2 separate regions of the Anas platyrhynchos genome follow, and region 1 is linked to region 2. A link is a contact called in public Hi-C data. All regions are on one chromosome and are shown on one strand. The core of a region is the stretch at or near the end of the contact, and the rest is flanking DNA. Distances in the headings are between cores, read along the strand shown.

The links. A called contact is a pair of places that touch in the nucleus more often than the background predicts.
Region 1: a Hi-C map of subcutaneous adipose tissue shows a contact between it and region 2, with 3 times the contacts expected there. The contact joins the promoter of APMAP here to the promoter of TTL in region 2. A contact is called at or near these places in 4 of 8 Hi-C or Micro-C datasets (liver, skeletal muscle and subcutaneous adipose tissue).

Annotation. Positions count from the first base shown.
Region 1 is chr3:15,544,288-15,548,912 of IASCAAS_PekinDuck_T2T, forward strand. It overlaps APMAP (adipocyte plasma membrane associated protein), which reads left to right and starts at 1,807. Exons shown (of 9, transcript XM_027453550.3): 1 at 1,807-2,084. The coding sequence starts at 1,993.
Region 2 is chr3:15,374,150-15,378,743 of IASCAAS_PekinDuck_T2T, forward strand. It overlaps TTL (tubulin tyrosine ligase), which reads right to left and starts at 1,680. Exons shown (of 7, transcript XM_027453543.3): 1 at 1,187-1,680. The coding sequence starts at 1,343. It overlaps SLC22A7 (solute carrier family 22 member 7), which reads right to left. Exons shown (of 10, transcript XM_027453544.3): 10 at 3,993-4,517. The coding sequence ends at 4,454.

The sequences.
Region 1 (4,625 bases), core at 557-3,056, 170 kb after region 2:
GCTGCCTTTTAAGTTGATGCCCACTAATCACTCCAAGAAGGTAATGATATACGGAATGCTTTACAGAGGGATCAAGGGACACTCTTGGGGGTAGTTGAATCGTTTTTGAAAAGCAGAACTGCTGGACTCCTTCAAGCCTTTTGTGCATCCATGATTAACACAGGGATAATTTGCCAGATTGCAATTGTAACTTTGTCAAAACAGTTTCAGACTCAGTTTTACCTGTTGCAATTTGATGCAAAGGGCAAATGAAAACTTTCAAAAAGAGAAATAATTCCTGCCAGGGAAACAGTGCATCTCAACAGTGTGACTGCTGTGGCAGAGTCTAGTTGTGATGTACCCTACCTATGCCTGTCCATCTGGTGCTTACTTTGTTTTCCCACTCAAACTTACCAGTGAAACCTGATTGTGGTGCCTTTTCCCCCACTGAAGGCACAGACCATGATTTTCTTAATTTTAGGAAAGGAAAAACAATCTTTCCAGAGATGATGTGTTGTACAGATTGTTAAGCATTTCATTTTTTTTTTAATAATCATGCTTTAAACACATTTATTATCCTTGACCAAAATAAGTTCCTTGAGTGATCTCTGTATTCAAATTGTCATTAAAAGTATCTTTCTCTATGTGATGTGTTGGCTTTGTATCACGGGTGTCTGACCTTCCATCCCTTCAAGGATCTGGGGTTTTATTTATTCCTTTGGGTTTGCTTTTGCTTCTCCAGCTTATTTGAGTCTGTCAAGAAGAAAGACAAAAGAGTTTGAGATGATGATGTGTCACCCCGTAGTCCAAATTGCTGCTTTACTTTATTGCTTTTCTCGAAACAGTAGCTCACAGGAAATGAGTCGCTGCCAGAAAACTGCATGACAACTGAAGAAGGGGAAGAATTAGCGCTTGGTGCCTGAAAGCTGCACGTCTCATGTAAATCCTGAAGTCCCAGCGCTCTGCAATTATTTTCCTGTGCAATGGAAACAGAACAATTAAGGGGAGCAATTAGTTACCGTTAGTTAGTATGGATGGTTCTGCTGCTAATCTTGTGGGTTTTTGTTTGTTTTTCATAGAAGCATGCACAGCCTGCGCAACGGGGTGTGTGTGGGGAAGGTGAGACACGCAGTGCTGTGCAGGAGCGTGTAGCTGTCCCGCAGCTGAGGGAAGAAATGTGTTTCCAGGAGCCACAGGCCACTTGTAAATGCCAGGAACACCCTCTGCAGGATGTCTTGTCCACGAAAGAGCAGGGAAGATTGTGTTTCACCACCAGCATACCACACAGATGACACTACAGCTGTATTGCAGGGACGGACACTGAACATCCTCGTTAGCCACTGCTCGGGTTACCTCCAGCAGCTGCCTCTGGAAAGCTTCCCAACTCCACACTGGGAAGCATCTCCTACAAGTTCCAGGAAGAGCTAGATAACAAGGCAGGTGCCCTGGTGATCCATTTATTTGGGAATTGGTAAAGTGGAGACTGTTTTCCAGCCTAACACAATTATAATCAGGGGCTGCCTCTGTAGCCAGCTAACGCCACAGCAACTTATCTCAGTAACAAGCTTCTGCTTTTAAGCTAGGCTGGTACAAAATGTTCATTTTCACCTCAAAAATGGGAAATTCGGGACGGGGAATTATTCCCAAGTGAGTTTAGAAGCTTATAGCAGTGAGCTTGCCCCTGCTCCGTCCTGGATGGGCGGATTTGGGGCTGTTCAGCCACTTTTGGAGCTTCCCCTCTCCTCTTCCTCCTGCTTGGTGCCCCAGTGCCCCCTGGTGGATAACGGGGGGGCTCCGTGAGGGGGCTGAGCCGAGGGGGGGGCTGCGCTGAGCCGGGACCGGGCCTCGCTTGGGGAGCCCGGAGCCTCACCGGGAGCCTCCCGGAGCCCCCGGGGTGGCCACCGGAGAGCGGCCCCGGGGCTACCGAGCACGCAGGCGCCGCCGAAGCCGAGCTGGGCGGGCCCGGGGGCGGGCAAAGGCCGGGGCCGAGGCCGGGGGCTGGGGCCGGGGAGGATGAATGAGGCCGAGGGGCTGCGGCAGCGCCGGCCGCTCCGCCCGCAGGTCATCACCGAGGACAGCCCGGCGCAGGAGGCCAAGGAGGGCAGGTGGGGCTGCGAGGGGGTGGGGGGGAACCGGCCCCGGGCTCCTCCGAGGGCTTCGTGCAGGGCTGGGCTCCCTGGAAAGTATTGGCTTAAGGGGTGGCTGCTTTGGGGGTTTTCTGGCCTTTTTTGGCCTTTTTTCTCCTCTTTTTCGTAGTGCTCGTGCTTGGTTAGCGAAGCGATGCTGGTGACCGTGCGGTATTTGTGGGTGTGTGGGCACCGTGCAACGCCTTGGTTGGGGTCTGGGAAGGGCTGCAGGAGGAGGCTGTGGTGTAACGAGCAGCCTGCGTGTGTTTCGGACTCTCGTAATACCCTTGTGAAAGCGTTGTTTGCTTGCGGCGAGGTTCAAAGTTCTGCTTGTAGCTTTCTGCGCAGGCATTTTGCTCAAAGTTGGCTTGGCTGTAACAGCAAGGTGGTAGCTGCCATCAGAAAGCAGGGTTTGGGCCCTGCTGAATGACCTGTGTGATGACGAGCACCGCTCTGGCTCCCCGCGTCTCCTCTTTGAGCACCTCACAGGTTCTCCTCTCTGCCCTTCGGGGCCATCAGGCCGAGGGAGGCGCTTTTGGCTGTGCGGTGACCTGCACACACAGACCCCTTTCCACCAGCATCACTTAGCATGTCTTCCTGCCTTCACCCTCCCTTGCTAACTTTTCTCAAATCAGTTGTGTTTCTAGGACTCCAGCAGCGATCCAGAGTATCCATCGCCCCAGCAGGTCCTCAGGAGGATGAGGCAGCTCCGGGTTGCTGGTTGTGGTGACCTCTAGTGTCTTCTTGTCAGCCTGCTGTCTTCAAGAGCTGGTGCAACAGCTTCTCTTCTTAGGTTCTCAGTGCCAACTGACTGACTGTTGTTATACCTGGAGCCTGGGAAGTTGTATCCTTGAGATCTGTGGCTGGAGTCCGTGCGAGTTTAATTTTCAGAGACGCAATTAGCTAAGGACCTCCGTTTTGTTTATCAGTGTTAGTAAACTAACTTCAGCGTTTCTTTCTAGCAACCAGTCCCTGACTTACAGTTGTCTGTATTCGGTATTGGGTATGTTCCGTTTGCTTGCTTTTGCAGTGATCCTCGGCATCTGACTTCTCAAGTGTTTGCTGTTGTTTGTTTGCTTTTCTTTAAATTCTTGTGGTTTCAGCAGGATCTAAAGTAGGTCTTGCAGTTTGCAGGCTTGAAGTGCGATTTTGCACGTCACCTCATTCTTCCTGCTTCTTTCCTTTATTGTCAATTCCTTGCAAGTTTGAGTGAGGCTCAGAAATATGACCTTTACTTACACCATGCTTTCAGGAGCTTTAATTAAGTTGGCTTTCGCAGATGAGTTCCTATTCATCTTTATTAGCTTCCTGTTGTGTGAGCTGTTCTCAGCTGTCACAAAGATGCTTAGGTGACTGCTGACAGCACTTTTAATCTCACAGCATTGAGCCATCATCTTTTGAAGGACAGTGGAAGGGCAAGGCTGACAGCTGAAGTCTTTGTATAAACCTGGGGGCCCTCTCATATCTCTTCTACTCTCTCCTTTCCAAATCCAAAGGGAAAAAGACTGGAATGCTGCTTCCCCGAGACACGTAGTGTTAGAACAGATAGTGCTGAAATCTGGTGGTTCATTGCAAGGTCAGCCTGGCCCTAGGGAATTACGGAGAGGTCAGTCAATGTGGATGAGAAAGCTTATTTGAAGCAGTTTCTGTATCTGCTCACGTCATCTTGGATGGAGACAGGCTGACTGCTGTAACGTTGCTGAAGTGCACGAAGGGGATGCTGCACTCTTGAATGTGAGAAATAAAATTGATTTATAAGTATGTCTGAGAGCAGGACCCAAGCAGGGTTTGCTGGTGGTGCATCCTCGGAGTGGTCGCCTCGTCAAAGCCTAGGTCTAGGCCTAGCTCTGTGCTTTCTGTCCCAGCAGGTAACCCCAAAGGTTACCTTGAGGCTGACACCAGTACTGCGTGCACATGCCTTTAGCTTTCCAGCTGTGGTATTTGTGCTCTGGGCAGTAGTTCCTGGTTTGTTCTGCCTGGATGATGTGCTGTCCTTCACCAGCTGAGTGGAAGTGGTCCAAGGATTAATGCAGAGCGATCGGGCACTGTTGGCCTTCATTTGTTTCATGCTGCAAAGAGACTGGCTGGCTGCACCAGTGAATATTTGAGAGTAGCTAAGATTGTGGGAGCTGCTTTCCTAGTTCAAGGCTAGGATTTATTGACCGTGGCTTTGTGCTTGGTTCTGTAAATGCCTGATTGAGGCTTCTAAGCTTGTTGAGAGCAAAATGTTTAATTCCTATGAAAAAAACAGTTTTTGCTGTTTTGCTGTGTGTTAGTAAATAGATGATGCTTAATTTCTTCTGCATGTTAGGGTCAAGTTTTGAACCAGTTTTCGCTAAGTCAGGGAAGGATTCAATTAATCTCCTCTGATCTTTGTTGCATTAGTTGCTTGAACTTTTTCATCTAAAATTCATACCTAGCTTATTTCTGTTATTTGAAAGATTCTGAGAGGTGTAGGTTTAACTTTGTGCCGTGATAGAAACTGATGCCAAAACTTTAATTCAAGTTTTTTAAAAAAAT
Region 2 (4,594 bases), core at 430-2,929:
CCCAGGATGGAGGAAACTGAGGCCAAGCAGAGGGAGGGAGGCCAGGAGGGTCCTGCCAGCCCTCGGGCACACACAGGGGGGACTGCAGAAGGGAAAAGCGCTGCGGTGCTGGGGTCACCCCAAACCTGCTCCGACACGCTGGGGACAGGAGGCAGCACGGGGCCAGCCCAGCAGCTGTCACTCTGCACGGACACCCACCAGCCACGGGCAATGACAGTGCATCTCTGCTCCCCGCCGCACCCCACAACGCTGCCAGCGCCTGGCGGGGCTCTGCCTGCTCGTGGGCAGCACACGGCCCTGTCTGGTGGGGTAGGGGACGAGCAGCAGGGCTGGCAGGGGACAAACCCACACAAGGAAGCTCCCAGAGCTTGCTCGGCCACGGCCACGCATGCTGGCAGAAGGGGATGAGCAGCAGGGGAGAAGAAAAGGGGGGTGGCCTGGCATTGCACGCACACAGCCTCCCCGACAACTCTCCCCCTGCCCCCCAAGCAGGCACCAGACGTGCTGTCACCCTCGCCAAGACCCTGCAGAGCAGCAGCAAAAAAAAAAAAAGCCTCAAGTGTTTTTCTGCAGGCAGGCTGAGAAGTGGGGGTGTCGTGACCCCACTAGACAGCCCTGGGGACGGCGGGGACCCTGAGGCCAGCGTCCTGAACACGCGGGGAGCCAAACAAAGGGAGCGTCCCGCTGCGGGGTGCGAGCCCCCAATGCCAGCATCCCACTCCCCAGGCTGGGCTGGGTATTTTGGGGGGCACTGCAGATGCTGTCCTGGAGGGCGATCCTTCCATCCTTCGAGGCCTGGTGAGGGGCAGCAGGGGCTGTTCATTTTTGGGCTGTGCCGGTTTCGGGACAGAGCCTGTTCCAGGGCTGCAAGGGGCTGTGGGGAGCCCCCCGCTGCTGCCCCTTTGTTCCTGGCGATGCGGGTTGGGGTTGGGGTTGGGGTTGGGGTTGGGGTCGGGGCGGCTGCGGGGTCCCTGCGGCAAGGAGCCCGCTGTCTGGGGCCAGCTGTCCCCGAGGGGCTGCAGCCACTGCCCAAGGCACCAGAAGACAGCAGGGCACAGCCAGGCGATGCCCCACAGGCTATGGGGGACCCCATGGGGCTCACCCTACCCGGGGGTAAAGGGGGGGGGGGGGACCCCCGACAACACCGCACCCTGCTCGGGCACGGCAGCACCGAGCCAGCCCTTACCCAGCCTGCCGAAGGGGAGCCGGTTCCTCTCGCCCAGCATCAGGTTGAAGCGGGGGTTGTCCTTCCTGAGCCGCCTCCACTGCCCGCTGGCCAGGAGCAGCCGGGAGACCTCGGCGTAGACGCTGCTGTTCTCGTCCCGCACCACGAAGGTGTACATGGCGGCGGGGCGGGCGGGGGAAAACACCCCCCCCCGGACCCTTTACCCTACCCTACCCCGGGGACCCGCCGGCTTCCCCAGGCCCATGGGGCCCCGCCGCAGCTTAGGCAGGGCCCTGCTCGGCCACCGGCACCGCCACCTCCTCCTCCTCCTCCTCCCGTCCCGGCTCCGCATGGCCGGGGCCGCCCGCCCCTACGCGCCGCCGGGCTGAGCTCATCGCGGGGAGGGACCGCGCCGGGCCCCGCGGCCGGCGGGGCGGGGAGACCCCAAATCGGCCCCGGGTGGGGTAGGGGGGGGACAGGGAGGGACAAGGGGACACACAGGGGGGTGCTGGCCCTGCCCCTGCACCGCCTTCCCCGCGGCGACCCGGAAGCAGAGCGGGTTTTGCAGATGGGAGAAGATGGCGCTGCTCAGCGCTCCTTAGCCCGCATCGGGGTGCTGAGGGTAGATCGAGGCTGGTCGTGGTGAAAGGGAACGAAAAACAGGTGGCAGAGCAAGGTGGCAAGCGACAAAGGGCCTGGCCACCTCTGGGGGTGATGCTGGCCCCAAGCTGCGAGGCAGCGAGGATGGGGAGCTCTTACACCGACACTCGTCCTGGGTCCATCACACTCCTCAAATCCTGTGTTTCTTCTTGGCATCTTTCAGTTTTCCTGTACTTAACCTTCCCAAGCATTGTTATCTAGTTAGATTTTTTCTGTTTACTGAAAATGTCTTTCCTTATACCCATTGCTCCCGTCTTCCTCTTAAACAAGGCTGCAGCCAACCGCACCCATCTCATGTCACAAATTCACAACCTGGAGAGTTCAGATCTCGTAACAAACCTCTCAGTAATAAAAAGATATGAGTTCTTGATTTGGTTAATGCCCCGGTTTCCTTGCAGACCCTATATGAGAAACGCCATCAGCACTGCCTGCTTGTGTTGGTTGCTATAAATCATGATGCACTTCCAACAAATCAACAGTATTTTCCTGAAGGGAACTGAAATGTGTGGTAAATCGGTGATGACCAGCATGCTTTTTCGTCTTTGACAACGTGAGACGATACGTGACTCAAGGACAGGGAAATCTCATTTTAAAAACGGCTCCTCACCTACGTCTTTTTCTTCTGCTAAATTGAGCAAAATGTTCTTAATGAAATGTTCTCCACCTTATGGACAGTGACAACAATTAGTGTTTCCAAGTTGTTATCATAAAAGACCAATTTTATTAAAAGTCTAAGGAACATAGAAAACACTCAACTGTAGGCCAAATGGGCGATAACAAGATTCAAATGAAAAAGAACTGTCTATTTTGTATCATCTTTGACTGGATGCTGACATGGACGTTGTTTAAATGGGATGCTAATTCTTACCGACACAAATCTTGGGATACTGAATCCAGTCTTTTTGAAGCTTAAAGGTTTTTCCTGAATATAAAATTGGAACAATCAGAGCTTAATTTACCTCCCCAAGAAAAAAACGAAAAGGGTTTTAAAGCAATATTACCTCAACTGTGCCATTTAGAATTAAACCATTTTATTTTGTGTGTGTGAGTTTATGTACACCTCTTATGTGTGAGGAGTGGCCTGTGGGTATGCTCCTGCATGGACAGAGTGGGAATGGAAACCATCAACCCCACTCATTTGGGATCCCACTTGTCTTCCTTTTGACAAGGCTAAGGTGGTGAGAAATACATTAGGACATTAAATCCCATCCTTCTCCCACTCTGGAGAAAAAAAATAACCTTCTTTATTGAAAGTTTTCCTGAACTGGCACTTGCCAGGTTGTGTATCTCCCTCAGATACTTGCTGTAGCTAGGGCAATACTCTGAAACGGATCCCAAACACGTGTTCTGCATGTGGCACTTCTGAAAGAATATTATGATCTGTTACTGATGTCAGGGTGTTGCAACTTGCTGATATAAGAGCGATGATCTGCCTCTGGTGAGCGCAAGGCAGTACATAGGGAATTGCTCTTTTTTTTTCCAGGGATTTTGGATGGTTATTTGACCCAATCTTTGAGGCATAAATAATACACAAAATTATGTGTCTCACTGAGGATGAGGTTTGCTTTCCTTTTGTTAGCTTAAAGCAAAAGTGAACGAAATTTTTACTTGTTTCTACTAGGAGGCGCTCTTCGACCTAGAATTTGATGGGGCTCCTCATCTGTTTTCGGATACGCCGTTGGTTTGTGTTATCCTAATAGACCTGTGCGTGGCTTAGCTTAAAATACATCAAAGCCCCGGGAATCATGGTGTGTCTGGGACTCAGATGCTGAGGCCATTCTCTCTTCCCAATTTAGAAAGCTGCTCTTTGTCAGGGTTCCAGATTTATAGTTGGTGCCTTGTCTCTGTTATTTGCAGAAGTGCAAGATGCAAAGGCATTTCCTAAACTTAAGATCAATGCGTTAGATCAATAAGCAGAATGAAATCCGTTACTGAATTACTCAATATTACATTCAAAAGTTCCTGTAATGATTTTTTTTTCTTAATGGATATCACATATACACTAGATGTAAATAATCTGAAAAAAACTTCTTTGTGTATTTGGGACAAATGCTTGGAGTTATCCCATTCTCAGTGGAATTACTGCATGTACTTTTTGCTAGCTTTGACCCTCAGTGTGGAAAATCTCCAGACCACTTCCAAATTCAAGAAGTATTTGTAGCTACAGTTTATGGTTTATCCACCATCCAGTTAGATTTATTTCAGATGATAATTTTTTTTTTTTTGGACATTATTTATATTATTATTTTTGTACAATTCACACTCAGTGTTTTTTATTGCTGTTTTCTTGTGGCTTGTAAACCAATGGACTGTAGTTTCTGGAAGGCTGTGCAGTAATCTGAAACGTGCTGCTAGTCCATCAAGGCCAGAGACTGGAAGAGCTAAGCACAGGGTCCTTGCATGTCCAGACCCTATTAGACCTGAGTGTTCTTGCTCCTGGCCACACTACAGAGAGGGATTAGCTCCCTCCAGCTGGTTTCATGATCCACCTCCTTCCTTATATACCCTCAGCCTCAATTCCCTGCAGAGAGAGACGAGGAGGATGGTGAAGGCTCTTTAGTTGGCAGGTCAGAGCGTGGCTCAGTTTTGCAGTCCTACACAGAGTCTGTGGCTGTCCCACGGAGTCCCTCACTTCAGAAGAGACTGTAACGGCGTGCCCTCAGGGGCACTGGTTTGTAGTGGCTCCTTCACCCTGGAAGAAAAGAAGGCACATTTAGGCTGATGGACAGAAGACCAAGAAGCCTAACAGTCCCGATCCCTGCTGGGCTG